Linked DNA regions of Triticum aestivum: region 1 is linked to region 2. Evidence: chromatin contacts called from public Hi-C data. All regions are on one chromosome and are shown on one strand. Each heading gives the region's core, a stretch centred on a gene start, on an enhancer-like site or on the middle of the called end of the contact. The rest is flanking DNA. Distances are from core to core; before and after follow the strand shown. Region 1 holds the start of LOC123113360 (ABC transporter B family member 25). Region 2 overlaps LOC123113359 (serine/threonine-protein kinase pak-1).

Region 1 (6,844 bases), core at 2,726-5,225, 87 kb before region 2:
AAACCAGACATCATCCAGCTCAACTTCCCCCTCGTTTTCACTGAAATGGACGGAAATGTCAACCAACCAAAAAAGCTAATAGACTATGAAATTCACAGTAAAATGAAAGGAAATGTGTATTGCATGATGCACAGGTATAATCAATCAAGAAAGCTCATAGACAATGAAACTCACTTTTTTGGACATTTGTCCCCAGTGTTTGTCATTGAGGAAACACGATCAAGTAGTTGAAAAACTCTACGGCTTGCGCCTGATGCTTTCATTACAGTTGTGTATAGTCCTGACAAGGCAGAGACTGACGAGCCAACTGCATACTCAAGAGAGGGATGAATTGTTGAGAAAAGCCAGCATACACATAATCATGACAATTAGAACAGAAGTTCCCCTTATAAACATGATTATTATAACTGACTTGTAGATTTCCAGTTGCGGTATTGGTAGAATACTGGGTTCGGTAAAAACGAAAGTGATAATGCTGAATCTTACCTGTAAGGCTGTATAAGATGAAAGACGTAAGAGAACCAGTTGTCATGTAACCATTGATGGTTAAGTTAGCTCCATAAATAACTACAACAACAACCGACAGAGTTGATGCAGCATTAAGCCCTCCAGAAAATAGTCCAACAACTTTCTACAAAAAAATGCATAGTCAGGTCATTATGCAAAATAGTGCCATTTTTCTATACACTAAGATTACAGTACTCACAGCTTGCTTGAGACCAAGCTTCAGTGTCTCGTTTACTTTTCCGCCATATCGTGAAACCTCATGAGGCTCCTGAGCAAAGGCTCTTACTGTGCGAATGGCACCAAAAGATTCCTAGATGGTAGAAGGTAGAATTGTTAATGCCCAAATACAACAAATCAAGGATTCTACCACATGGTTGAAATGAAAACTCAACGTGCGCATTGGATTATTTTTTCTGTAATCATTACAGTAATTAAAGTAAGGTTTCACCAAAGTTCTCCTATGCTCATCATCAAATCAAATATCAGATATACAAACCTCAGCTATGGATGAAGCTACAGCAGCCGCAGCTTGTGTCTGATGTGAAAGCTCACGAAGAAAACGCCCAAATTTACGCACAGCAACTGATATCACTGGAACAATTACAAGTGCCAACACTGTGGAGGAATAGTAAATGAGATTAACAGAATAGTGTGGAGAGTAAAGACTGAAGAGGAACTAAATCAAAGCGGTTATTTATTTTTAAATGCATGTACGCAAGCGAAACTATCAGGACCACATGTTTTTTAAACCATTTTATGTTACTACAAACTTTTACTGTACTGTGCAGAAGACTATACTTCCATCAGAACCAACGGAACCAACAGGTAGGGGAGACTCACAAAAGTACAAGACACTACACATGCAAGCCCGGTCTCATTTTATCGATGCAGAGGTAGATGCCACATAGGCAAACAGATCATCACATCCCAATGGGGTCCATGCTGTTGTGGTGGCTTAGCTGAGGTGAATTTGCCCCTCAGATCAGTCTACATACCTACCAATAAGATCCAACGCCCTCAAATTGATGATGTGTGTGGATGGGGCAATGGGCATCTATCTCCTCTTCAGAAAAACTAAACCAAATTCCTCCTGTTTATGGCAAGCCGGCATGTCTCTCGGTTGTGACAAAAGCATGGTTTTCTGTAGGCTAGGGAAAATTACATGCAGTTCCTTCAAAGATTTCATAGACGTGCGCTTTTGTGGTAGCCACTCTTTGAGAAAATTCCTCCATTAAATAAAATTATGAACAAATATAATGATTTGCGAATGCCCCCCCACAGGTATGTTCCTTAGTGGAGTCAGCAAATTAAGTAAAGCTGTTGTGCACAGGCAACAAAATGAGATGCAACAAAGTTCTTAATCTGTAGAACAAAAGCATGTGGAACTGGTACTTACATGTCAGCTTCCATGACGTTGAAAACATAAAGCCAAGACCAATAGCTGTGGTAGTCAGATTACGCAGTGCTTCTGAAAGGTTTGTTGTAGCGGCATTCTTTATAATTTGGGTATCTTCAGAAAGCCTGCTTAAGAGCTCTCCTGTTCTAGTCACGTCAAAAAATGCTATTTCCTGTGGGGGCACAAGACATGTGTGCAGACTTGATAATAAGAACACAGATATATGGAAGACAGGAACAAAGCTATTTGGACAGAGAATTAAGGCACTTGCCTGGTTTATGAGATGACTGAACAAGTCCTGTCTAAGTCGAGCAACGACTCTCTCACTAGCAGAATTGAACAGCCATGCCCGAAGAGCTGTGCAAACTGACCTGAAACAGGGGCAGAGTTGGTTTCTAATATTTCAAGCTTAAATAGCTACTTGGGTTTAGCACATTAACATGAATTCTTCTCTAGAAGGAGAAAGTAAGTAGAGAGTAATGGTGTAGTTATCAGTACCAACTAAAATTGCGGCCTACCTAGATCCACCAAGCATAAACTGTTTATAAAAGATGGTAGTGGCAGTGTCATATAACAGAATATCCCTCTATAATCCTCAAAAATAAGTTTCCAAGAAAGATATATACCCGGTTACAACTATTAGCACAATGTACAATATGGTGCCGTTCACATCCGCCAGGGCTTGGGCCTTATCCTCTGGCCGCTGAACATCTCTTGACACAATATCAATTATCTTGCCTCCGTATTTGGGCTGTAGGATAACAGAACATGATCCATCCATTAGGCTTTTAAAATAAGATGATCCATCCATGAAGACAGGAAACATGTGCAACATTGATGCTCTTTATAGGCGGAAGTACAACTTGCTCTGTACGGAGTAGTATTTAATCCTGTCACGCAAGAACCAACGCACACTCACCACACCCCACTCCTATTTAATCATGTCACACAAGAACCAACGCACACTCACCACACCACACTCGTATTTAATCATGTCACACAAGAACCAACGCACTCTACTGGCCGCTATTTAATACTCCTGTTTTCATGTAGTAATCCGGGCAGAGTAGTAATCCTGCCACGCATGAACCAATGTACTCACGAGTCAAAACTGATTACTGAAACAACAGTGATATCTGCACATTTCTCTTTGCCACAGTTTTCATGTAGCTACAGTTTCGGTTTATCTTAGTTCAACCAATATTGTTGGTGTTGTGGGAGCGATTAATCGGGTTCAAAATTAAAGCCCGGGCTCATATAAGAGCCTGAGCCACTGTGTGAGGCTTCACCAGAACAGGGAACGCAATTCAGCACCAAATAACTGCGCAATCATAATAAGTGAGGAGTACCTACAACGAGGAGGTTGCTGAGAGAGGCGACGAGCAGCGCGATGGTGGCGAAGACGAGCTTCCCCGCGTCATGTTTTGCCTGCAAACCATTTTCCTCGTGAATTTAGCAGAGCAAATCATCACTGAAACTTTCCCGGTCTTAAACCTAGTATAATATCAGACGGTGCTCACCAACTTGATGACCCGGCAGAACCCGACGTTGGCCGCCTGAGAGGATTCCGATTAGACCATGTGAAAAAGGAAAGACGAATTAGTAGCCATGGCTGTAGCTGAAGCTCTGGTCCATGGAGAAACCAAACCAAGGGTACTGTGTGACAGGGGAGTGAGTCAGTCAGCGGGGCGGCGAACCTGGACGTTGCTGCCCTCCTCGAGGTCGGAGAGGATCCTGGACGTCTCCTGCAAAGCAAAGCCGCCGGCGCGGGCGGGGTCGGTTAGCCCCCCCAAATTCCGAACTCAGGCGGTTAAAAAACAGGAAAAAAAAAAGGAAGGGCGGGGCCGCGGGAGAACTGGCGCTAGGTACCCCGTTGTTGAGGAGCGGGACGCGGTTGCCGCGGGGCGCGGTGTTGATGCGCATCTCCCTCACCATCGCCGGCGGCCGCCCCTGGGGCTGGGGGGTTCGTCGGCCAACGGGTGAGGGGATGGGAGGGGAGGGAGCCGGGGGCGAGGGAGGGGACGGTGCGCTTAGGATGGAGGATTGGTGGTCGTCGATCACATGTCACGCGCGGACAAAAGGTTCGGGACGACTCGAGGGGGGGGGGGGGGGGGGGGGGGGGGCACCCCTCGCGTCGCATTCCCCCGTCGTACGTGTGCGATCCCGCGTGGGAGCCCCGGCCCGGACTCCGGCGGTCGATTGGTGGGCGACCCTGACCCACGAGTCCACGACCCACGCTGGTATGCCCAGGAGTAGGAATATCCCACGATCCCTCCCCGTCCCCATCCCCCTCTGCTTGGCGAATCAGGCTTCCGGTGCAGGGGGCAGTCGCTCGCTCGCTCGCTCGCTGGTTCGGTGGGATGCGGCACTGGACCACGCCGTCACATTCACGCACGCCTAGGTGGGATGCGGCGGCCAAATTCACTGTTTTGACCCTTTTATGCACGTTTAGCTGCATCTGACCCCTATCCGTAAAAAAATTTAGATCTGACCCTTTTCCTACCGCCACCCGAGCTGGCGGTAGGCTAGAACATGCTACAGCCACGGGTGCTGGCGGTAGGGACCGGGTCGATGTCGACGGTGCCGTCTGTCGTGCTGACGTGGGTAAGTGGCTACCGCCACAGATCGTGGCGATAGGGCGTCGCTCCCTACCGCCAGAGAGGGTGGCGGTAGGGTGCAGAATGCACAAAACCAACAACTGGGGATTTGGTGGGCCTCACAAGCCACCCATTCGCCCCCAAATCCTTTCTTCCCCGAGCTGAGCCCTCTCCCCCATCCTAGAGCTCCATCAAATTCATCTCCATTGCTCGAGTTTTCTCCGGTGGATTGAGGTCATTTTCATCACTAAAGGTACCTAACCCACTCTCTTCTTTTTGGTTGGTTGGAATCAACTTATTTGATGACATTGATTCCTTTTATGCAAACCCTGGTTGTGCTCCTTTTTGTGTGAAATCAATGGATTTGATGGATGGTAGATCTAGATCTAGGGTTGTATATGTGTGATTGACCATGTGTAGTGTGCTAACTTCGTTGTTTGTAGCTAGATCTATGGTTATTGTTTTGGTTAATTCTAGGGTTAGGGTTAGTGGTAAGCAAAGTCATTATTTAGTTGTTAGGGTTAAGCCATGATATTTTGTTCTTTTGTTGTTATTTGTTTTGTTGCTTAAATGTATTGCATAGAACTTTTATCGATCCATGGGATGCACAATGGATATTGTCCCATATTATGTTGCCGCCTATCATTAACATTTTCTAAAATTTATTTAGATGGGTAGTATCGTGAATCTCCATTATTTGGATAAGAAGACATTTATGAATGGCAATGACGATCAAGGGGAAGAACACATGGTATTTGAGTATAGCCCAACCTATGAGGACGTAGTTGTGAAAGTTAGAAGTATGTACATTGGATGGACCCAAGTGATGAGGTTAAACTTATTGGAAGGTATGATGTTGGAGTGGGGGTGAAGTCGGTTGAAAAGTATGTCTATCACCTCGGAATTGCATTGGAAGATGTACAAGGGTAAAGTGGAGCAATCACAAGACAACTCACTTGAATTATTTGCCACCAAGACTGATGCTCCTCTGCTACAAATTGACTTGAACCGGCATGCCTCCTCCCCAATACATGATGCTAGGGTTGAGGTGTATGTGCCCAATTCTTATAGTCAACCACCAAGTAGTCAATCAAATGAAGAGGAGATGAATGATAGATCCACAGTAATTCAAGACCCAAAGATTCTAGCTATGGCTCATGTTGATGATGATGATGCTTATGCGGAAGAAGAAAAAATTCATTACAATCCAATAGGTAACTTGGATGCATTGTCCATCAACAAGACATGGATCATAGCCTCCCTTATAACCGTATGTGTGGTTATGGCTCAGATGACGAGGGTCCTGAGGAAGATTTGGACGAAGATGGATTCACGGTGCAAGAAAAACAATTCTTCAAGGAGGTGCACGACAAGGAAAGAGGACCCCCATTGTTTCGTGATCTTAGCCTTGCCGACCATGCCATTGTTGATGGTGGCATGATACTGGGGTTGGTTGAACCAACATCGTGCCCGAGAGTCAGCGATCCAAGGCCAAAGGGTGAGGACGAGAATGCTCATTTGAAAAAAGGCATCAAGTTTGGGTGCTTCCAAGAGTTTAAGATGTGGTTGAGTGACTATGCCATTCGGAACCATAGGCCATTTGTTGTTGGTCATTCGAACCAAGAGGTGTGGTACACCGTGAAGTGTGACAAATAAGGTTGTAAATGGAAGGTTCGTGGAAGAAAAATTCAAGAAATGGGGCAATGGGAGTTGAAAAGTTGTGTAGCTACTCACGAGTGCATACCTCCAGACAAAGCTGATCGAAGCAAGGGCCACCGTCAACTCACTTCAGAGTTTCTTGGCTACAAATTATTGAATGAGATATCCCATGACCCAACCGTGAAGGTGAAGTTTCTGATGAGTATTGTTGAAAAAATGTACGGATACAAGGTCAACTACGGGAAGGTATGGAAGGCCAAGTCAAATGCTACTAGGATGTTGCATGTTGATTATGCGGCCGCATACAATATTCTTCCGAGGATGTTGGGAGCCATTGCACATAAGAACTCAGGCATGCGTCATGGGATTGAGGACATTGACGGAGTGTTTCATCGTGCCTTCTGGAGTTTTGGGCAATGCATCGAGGCATTTAAGCATTGTCGTCCGCTGTTGTCTATAGATGGCACTTTCTTGACCGGCAAATACAAGGGCACACTAATGGTGGCAATGGCTCATTCGTCCAATGATAACGTGTTGCCGGTGGCCTTTGCTTTAGTTCCTTCCGAGCATGATGACAATTGGGAGTGGTTCATGGGGCATGTGAGGACCAAGGTGATTGGGAAGAGGTAGGTATGCATTATATCGGACCGACACCATGGCATTCTCAAATCCATAGAAGTTGTCA
Region 2 (7,928 bases), core at 3,476-5,975:
CTAACCGCCAAGCTTGCCTTCCACGCAAAGGAGAGTCCCATCCGGACATGAGACGAAGTCTTCTATCTTGTATCTTCATAGTCCAACAGTCCGGCATACGCATATAGTCCGGCTGTCCGAGGACCCCTTAATCCAGGACTCCCTCAGGTACCTTATCCTTTTCAAGTGGCTATGGTGAGGGCGGGACCCTACCGCCATAGTCTTTGGCGGTAGGGCTGTGTACCCTACCGCCAGAGACTATGGCGGTAGGGTCCTATGGCGGTAGGGTCCTGCCCTCACCACAGCAACAAAACAGACCTACAAACATCAGTTTTCACAGTTTTTTCAGATCAAACAACAACATATATGCACAATTTTCACAGCAGTTCATCATATGTAATAAATAGAGCACAAATAGTAGAAAACAAGTCCAACATAACACTAGAAATATAAGTCCTCAAGTCCAACATAAAACTTGAAATAAAAGCCCTCAAGTCCAAAGCAAACTAATAGCTCATGATAGTTCAACGTGGCTAAACACTAGTTCAACATGCCCAAACACTAGTTCATCGTCCCATTCTTCCTCTCTTAGAGCACCCCTCATTCACGGTCTTCTTGCGGCGAAGAGGGAGCGGCTTTTGGAACGGTGACGGGCTGAATGGATCACCATGAGGGTGAGAAACCCTTTTTGCTTGGGAGGCCGGTGGTGCATCCATCATTTGTGACATGTTCATCTCTTCCGGGGCTTCGTCGTCCTGCAAGTCCACCTGCTCTTCCTCCTCAGATTCACCGGAGTGGCTGCCATCACCGGCATGGCTAGAAGAAGCACGGGCGTGGCTAGTATTAGCACTGGCGTGGCTAGAAGAAGCGGCGGCTCCACTAGCCTGCACCATCGATGTGCTCAGAGCATGCACATCTACGTCACCCAGTCTTGCGCATCCAAGAATGGTGACTAGCTTCCGGCAACGTTTCATGAAACGCTGCAGCAACAACAACAAAGAGACAAATATTTTTAATGCAACAGAGTAAGGACTTGTGAAGTAAAACATTTTTAATGCAACAGACTAAGGACCTCCAGTGGTTACTTTCACTGTTTCCCTCAAGGTAGCATCTGACTCCGAAGTCCCGGGGTTATGGATTAGTGCATTCGAGCCTTCGATGATACTTCTATTGAGCTCAAAAGTCTGAAAATTCAACGTAAGCTCAAAAGTTTGCACAATCAAGATAATATGAATCCACTCTTCAAATAGGTTCACAAGACTTACCACTCTATCAGTCAAGGGCGCATACTCTCTGTGAGAACCTTGTGTACTTCTCACTATGGCATCATACTCATCGTTTGATTCATTGTTTGCATCATGATCTGCGAGATCTGCGTCGGTCCACCTTGGCCTCAAGCGCACCGAAATTGCCTCCCATTGTCATACCACTTTAGTTGAGTTTCTTTGTAATTCCTCATGTCCGCCAAAGTCATATCCGTCTCTCTAGAACCGAGCCTCTGCTCCCACATCTCGACATTCCTAGCATGGTGTTGTCCCCACTCAAGCACATTCTGATTATTCTTTCGGTTCTGACTGCAAAGAATGACAACAACAAAGCATAAGAAACAATTTGAAACATTGTATTGTTGGTTAACATAGCCTCGGTTAGGTAACTCACTTGTGAAGCTCAAGTGCACCCTTGCTTGCTGGCTCCGGTGGGGTGCATTGCCTCATACCAAATTGCATGGCCACTCGATGTGGTAGATGCCACTCGACAACATAAATGCATATGAAAGGGTACCTGGTCCGCCAAAGATGGGAGTCCCTAGTGCACATCTGGTTCAATGTGAAACCCCTATTTGCCTCGTAAGGCCTCCAGTTAACCTATCAACGAGCTATTAGTTCGGCCAATGCATTTGATGGAAGCTTAGAGAAAATATTGAATCGGTATACTTGACGATATATGAGGTTGTCCATCTCGTTGATGAAATTCTTGTACAAGGACTTGTTCTTGCTTCCAAAAATTCTAACCCGGTCCCAAGAGAATGCCACGGTGGGGAGTCAAAAAACATCATCTTCTTCATTAAGGCCTACCCACACGTACGGTGAAGGATGCTTTTCAGGACGCCCAACCGGCAAACGCTCCCACATCCAGACCGAGAGGCCCCAAATACATCCACCCATGCATGGCTTCGAGGTGGTTTTCCTACATGTGACGTCGAGCTGCAACCCAAAAATCAAACTGGTTAAATGTACTAACATAAGAGTTGGAGGAGTGCTCTTTGTAGGAATTCATGAACATACTACCATGCTTAATGGATATTTGCATTACTTGTTACCTGACGGTATAAGTAGGCGAGCCCAGCAGACCCCCAGCTGTACTTCTCGTCCCAGTCGGCCCAGAAGTCAAGAAACATCCAAGGAGCAACGTCTCCAGAGCAGTCTCCAAAGACCACCTGTGATAGGAGGTGCCACATGTACTCTCGAGCATACCGCTCCCCGATCTCCTCATTAGCTTTTGCAGGGCATCCCGATCTATGATGCTGGAGCCAAGGGAATGGGACGCCATTTGTCCTGTTGTCAGTCCTTCCCTGGGCACTAAGAGAGGCCGAGCAGTCACCGATGAGAGCGGTAACCCTCGCACGCCAGTTCTTGCTGTCCACTCGTCCGGTGAGAGCCTTGTTGTCAATGGGAAGCCCGGTGATCATGGCAAAGTCCTCCAACGTCACCGTCAGCTCGCCACAAGAGAGATGGAAGATGTGTGTCTCCGGCCACCAACGATCAACGTGGGCGGTGAGATCTAAATGGCACATCGACGGCGGCACGCGCTTGAACTGAAGAACAAACGGTCAGCCCGGCACGCTCAAAGTACGGCTCGTAGCGCACGTCATATTGCATCTAGTTTTCCGTCGTGTGGCTCCTAAAGCGCACTACAACAAGTTTCTGTAACAATTGAGAAAAAAATGTCAGAAGCTTCCTTCATTCAAAAAATAGCATTGAAATGACAAAACTAATTGTTTGTCAAAATTATTACCTCTCCACGCTCGATAGCACGGGCACGATGATCCTTGTCAAAAGCAAGGTCAAGCCCCGTATGCAAACGCCCATTGTCCTCATCCTCGGCCATCCTAACATATATATAATTTTTTCACTTATTAGACAACATCGTCTATACATTCATCCATCACAACACAAAGCATCTATATGCATTATACATCACAACACAAAGCATCTATATGAAATACACACATTTTCACACTATGCATTAACCACCTACCAATTTTGCAAAACATTCATCCTCACAATTCTGCAATACATTAACCATCTACGAATTAGACAATGCCTTCATCCTCACAATCTTGCATTCACCATACATAAAAACTTCTTATACAATTCATATATACATAACAAAAAAAATGACCAACATATATGCATTCACCAACATATCCTCGCATATCTTGCAATGGTTTCAGCCACACTATATGATTTAGTACTAAGGCAAAACAATTTACATGACGATATCCGGAAAAAAAATTCATGGTGATAATGATGAAGAAGCCACCACCACATTGTCACTCGAGAAGAATTGCATCGTACACCAACAAAGAGGGATTTCATGACGAGAGCTCAGAAAGTGTTGTTCCTATATTCCAACATATACGCATTCACCAACATAAGCCTACTACTAAATCATATACTACTAAACAACTAAAACATCAGTAAAAAAATCAACATCAAAACCTAGGTTGCACCTAGTGCCAAAAATAGCTTCAAAAATAAAAAAGCATTGCGAAAATTGATTGGAGGGAATGGAGGAGCTTACCGGCCTCTTCGATTTGCCCCAAAGATGAGCGAAAATGGTGGAGGGAAGAGGAAGATCGAGGGAGGGGATCGGGAGGAGGAGAGAGGCGGTGCTCGCCTCTGTTCGAGTCGAGGAGAGGAGGAAGAACGGGCTGGTGGGTGGGGTAGGGGCCGCCCGCAGCCACCAAGCATAGAATTGCTTGTTTGGAACCTACCGCCATCCTCTCTGGCGGTAGGGAGCGACGTCCTACCGTCACGGTCTGTGGCGGTAACGACTTATCCACGTCAGCGCGGTAGACAGCGCCGTCGACGTTAACCCGGTCCCTACTGCCAGTACCTGTGGCGGTAGCATGTTCTAGCCTATCGCCAGCTCGGGTGACGGTAGGAAAAGGATCAGATCCAAAAAAAATTACGGCTAGGGGTCAGATGCAGCTAAACATGAAGGGTCAAAACAGTGAATTTGGCCGGATGCGGCACCGCACACCGTCGAATCGAACCGAACCGAGCTGTGTGTCCACGTCCTGCTTTGCTTGCCTTCGCCCGGTTTGGTTACGTTTTCGACTTAAGAAAGCGGACCTTGTGCGTCAACCGGAGCTTCTCTTCCTCCTTAAAAAACTCATCATCAAGGGATTGTGAGCCTCCACCCCCAGCCCAGTATTCCGAACCCTCTCCCAGTCTCCCTCAATCGAAGGAGGAGTGGTACTAGGTTTCGCGCTTCAGATTGACAAAAAGGAGACGCCCGGGCCTTCCGTTTTTTCTTTCCTCCAGCGAGGTCGGGCAGCGCGGGGCCGCTCGGCCGAGGAGAGGCGTGGAGGCGCGCGGCGAACCGGTGCCGGTGGTCGCGACGGGCGCGGCGAGATGGCGTCGGGGTGCGCGGCGGGCGCGGCGACGGTGGCGAGATGGCGCGGCGGGCGCGGCGAGATGGCGTCGGGGTGCGCGACGGGCGCGGCGAGTTGGCGCCGGGGTGTGCGGCGAGCTGGTGCCATGGCGCGAGGCTGCCCGCATCGGGCGTGGCGCGTGGGTTGCGGATGCCTTTGCTGGCACCTGCTGCTCGTTTGGGCACAGTGGGGGTGCGGGGGCGCTGCGGTTGGTTCTGGCCAGATCTGACCTCTGCCAACCTGTGGCTGGAGGGATGGCTCGAGGTGGCATCAGGCGCCGTTGGAGTGTGGCTGCGTTTCGCGCCTAGTCCGGCGATGTGTGGTGGCTGTAGCGGTGGTGTCGGGGATGGTTGGTGGTTGTCTCTCCTTCAAGCGCGTCCACGTCCGGCTCCTGGAGCTGTGGCGCCGTTCAGTTTGTCGTGTGCTACAGAAGGCCCGGACAGGCCAGATCTAGCACGAATAGTCCTGTTCTTGCGCGCGGTGGTGCGAGCTGCACAGTTTGGCCTGGATCCTGCCCAGTCCTGCGCGCGGTGGTGCTGACCGGCTATGTTTGGCTCTCCCTCGGCCTTCATGTGCGCTGCGGTGCGGAGGATCGCCCAGTTCTGCGCACGGAGGTAGAGGATGGCCAGATACGGCTTGGTTCGCCCAGGGCCTGCGAGCGGCGGTGCAGACCGGCCGGGTTGGCGTGTGCTCGCCGAGTTCCTGCATGCGGCTTGACCAATTCGTTTCTAGTAGTGTTGGTTTGGGCTCTTGTTGCATTGTGGAGCTGGTGGCCTCGGATCCTTGGATTGTTGGTGGAAGACTCGGCTCCGGATGAAAATCATGCATCGACTCTGTCGTTGCTGGCGGTAACGGCATCCACGGATGTCGTCTTCCTCCTTGGAGGTATCGTTGTGGAGTCGTTTGCCCTTCCCTCCCAACTGCGTGAGATCTCCGGGTGAAAACCTAAGATCGGCCAATGCCAGATCGGATGACGGCGGAGTCCTCAACTTCGTTTTCCTCCTTGGAGGCGTCATCTTGGTGATCCCGCCGATGGGTTCCGATGGTGTTCACGTTTGATGGTAGAGCCTGTGTTTGTCGTGCTGCCGACAGGGCTTTTCTTTCTTTTCTTTTTGCGCTGCCTTTGCAGTGCTTTCCTCCTCTGAGGATTCTTGTAACACCTTCTTCTGATCAATGAATTTGGCAGTTCACCTGCCAATATTCAAAAAAAAAATCGAAGGAGGAGAAAGGACAGCGACGGGCAGCAGCTCTTCCACGTCGTCCGTCACAAGAGAACCAACGGGCACACTCGTGCCAGCAAGGACCATGCCTTTCGTGGTCTCCGACTTGGTCTCTCGGGTCTACTCTCCACACCCAAACCTTAACCAAAGGAGAAAGGACAAGGACGGGCAGCAAGTGCTCCACGTCCGTCGGAAGCGCCAACGGGCACACTCGTGCCACCAAGGTCCGCGGACCATGCCTTTCAAGATCCAGTAGACGAGAAAACAGTTCGAACCATCCCTCATCTGGAGCTGTCATACAGTGTGACAGCACGAACCGTGCCTTTCGTTCTACTCCCTCTGCAAACTTTTATAAAAACGTTTTATAGTGATCTAAAACGTCTTATCAAAGCTTACAGAGGTAGTAAATGTTTATCTGCCACCAAACGGACGGCTGATTAACTAATTATTACTCGTCCTCTTTATTTCGAGGGGGAGAACAATTGCATATGCTGAAAATACAAGTTCCAATCGCCATTTGCGCCACAAAATTGCTTACCAAAACTTAGCTACACAATCTGTACATTGCACCGACCACTGAAAAAGACCTAGAGGCTATAAACACAAGGCAAAATTTCCCATCTCCGCAGCACAAAGAATTCCATCCAACTTCCACCCAGCCACCCACCCACCCAGCGTCTATAAATTCAGAAAACTGGCCATACGCTCCACCAGCGTCAGACCTGCAGCCTGCACCACGCTTTTGATCCCACACGACCCCAGGCTGAGCCGAATCGCAATGCCCGCCATGAAAATGTCAAGGCCAAGGTCAGCCCTTGCCTCCACGCAGCACCATGGCGTGCCGAATCCTTCCAGAGATGTATGTAGTCGTCGCTCATGGATCCGTCTACAACCTCAGTATGGTCCGAAGCGTATCACAAAGGTTCTGTATCGTCTGCTGCTCTTCTGTCGCTTGTGAATCTTGAAGAGGCATGTCCTCGTAGCACCTGCAGTATTTATGAAACCAGACAAGCATTTTCATATTAATGGAACCATTCCCTCGATCATTACATAAAGGAAAGCTCTAATGAAAAAGAAGTAGTTCGAACAACTCACGTCTTATGGTAAGCGAGAGCCTGGGCCAGGTTCATCAATGTAGGGCTTGTCGTTAATCTGTCGTGCACACCAGGAGGAAGAGGGGCCTAGCGCAATCAAGTCCAGCATCAGACACACATCTGGGCATGAGAAATAGTGCCGCTTTGCAACTGATGAGCGGAACAGTCTACAGCATACCTCATTTTGCCCTTTGCGCCCTTTCTTTGCCTGCCCGTCGCCACTGAAAAGCTCCCTGACTGCCTCCAAGGCATCAGTTGTGCTTGAACCAGCAGGGCCATTGCCTGCTACGCTATCCGATACTAGAGCTAGTGGTGAAATGTCAATAGCCTTAAGAAATGGAATAGGCACGGTGTTTCCGGCCGCATAGATTGACCAGAGCTACAAAAGGAATTTTGTTGACACTTTTAGGAGTGGGGTCAAACGGGGAAGCATGCAATTGCAACAATTATCTGGCGTGCTAAAGAGTCATATAGAAAAATATTTGACCGCAAAGCGTATACCTTATCCTGAACCGAAAATGCTTTACGGCTTGGGCTGCTGCTTAATTTGTTCATTGTGCTAGCAACACCTGGTGATGCAGTGATATCATGGCGCAGCACAGTCCCTTCTGCGCCCTTGTGCTGCTTAACTGTTCCAGTTGAACGTGGCATTGTTTTAGGTTCTTGGATGTCAGGAAGTCCATACAAGTCCCGCTCTTTACTGGCATCACTATCAGCTGTGCTCTCCGCCCTATCAAAATAGCATACATAAGAATCTTTCTGGCGAGAGATAGGTTTTGCTTGTTTTGTTTTGCTTTCTAGGAATGACAGATGTACACGAGAAAATCTCGTACCAAAATTTTGAAATAAGCTCAGCCCTCTTTGGATCATGCGTGAAAGAGTTGATGCTACCAAGGCCCGGTATGAACTCTGTTCTTGGGAAAATAGATGATTCGGCCGCTTCATCGCCATCTTCAGGATGGACTATCATTGTGC

Evidence for each region. A called contact is a pair of places that touch in the nucleus more often than the background predicts.
Region 1: a contact with region 2 is called in a Hi-C map of an unstated tissue, with 10 times the contacts expected there. The contact joins the promoter of LOC123113360 here to the enhancer-like site in region 2. A contact is called at or near these places in 3 of 5 Hi-C or Micro-C datasets (leaf and an unstated tissue) and 1 of 1 datasets of contacts at active chromatin or transcription factors (leaf).

Annotation. Positions count from the first base shown.
Region 1 is chr5B:578,250,674-578,257,517 of IWGSC CS RefSeq v2.1, reverse strand. LOC123113360 (ABC transporter B family member 25) reads right to left here and starts at 3,975. Exons shown (of 17, transcript XM_044534572.1): 1 at 3,773-3,975; 2 at 3,601-3,648; 3 at 3,424-3,459; 4 at 3,257-3,331; 5 at 2,530-2,654; 6 at 2,175-2,274; 7 at 1,904-2,075; 8 at 1,004-1,122; 9 at 707-817; 10 at 487-631; 11 at 175-307; 12 at 1-40. The coding sequence starts at 3,838.
Region 2 is chr5B:578,163,653-578,171,580 of IWGSC CS RefSeq v2.1, reverse strand. It overlaps LOC123113359 (serine/threonine-protein kinase pak-1), which reads right to left. Exons shown (of 18, transcript XM_044534571.1): 14 at 7,787-7,928; 15 at 7,455-7,683; 16 at 7,132-7,332; 17 at 6,955-7,040; 18 at 6,292-6,845. The coding sequence ends at 6,746. Among protein-coding and RNA genes, the nearest start is that of LOC123113359, 11 kb to the right of the region's middle. Within about 2 kb of position 4,725, at least 2 of the 8 cell types and tissues checked have an H3K27ac peak or open chromatin away from gene starts, as enhancers often do.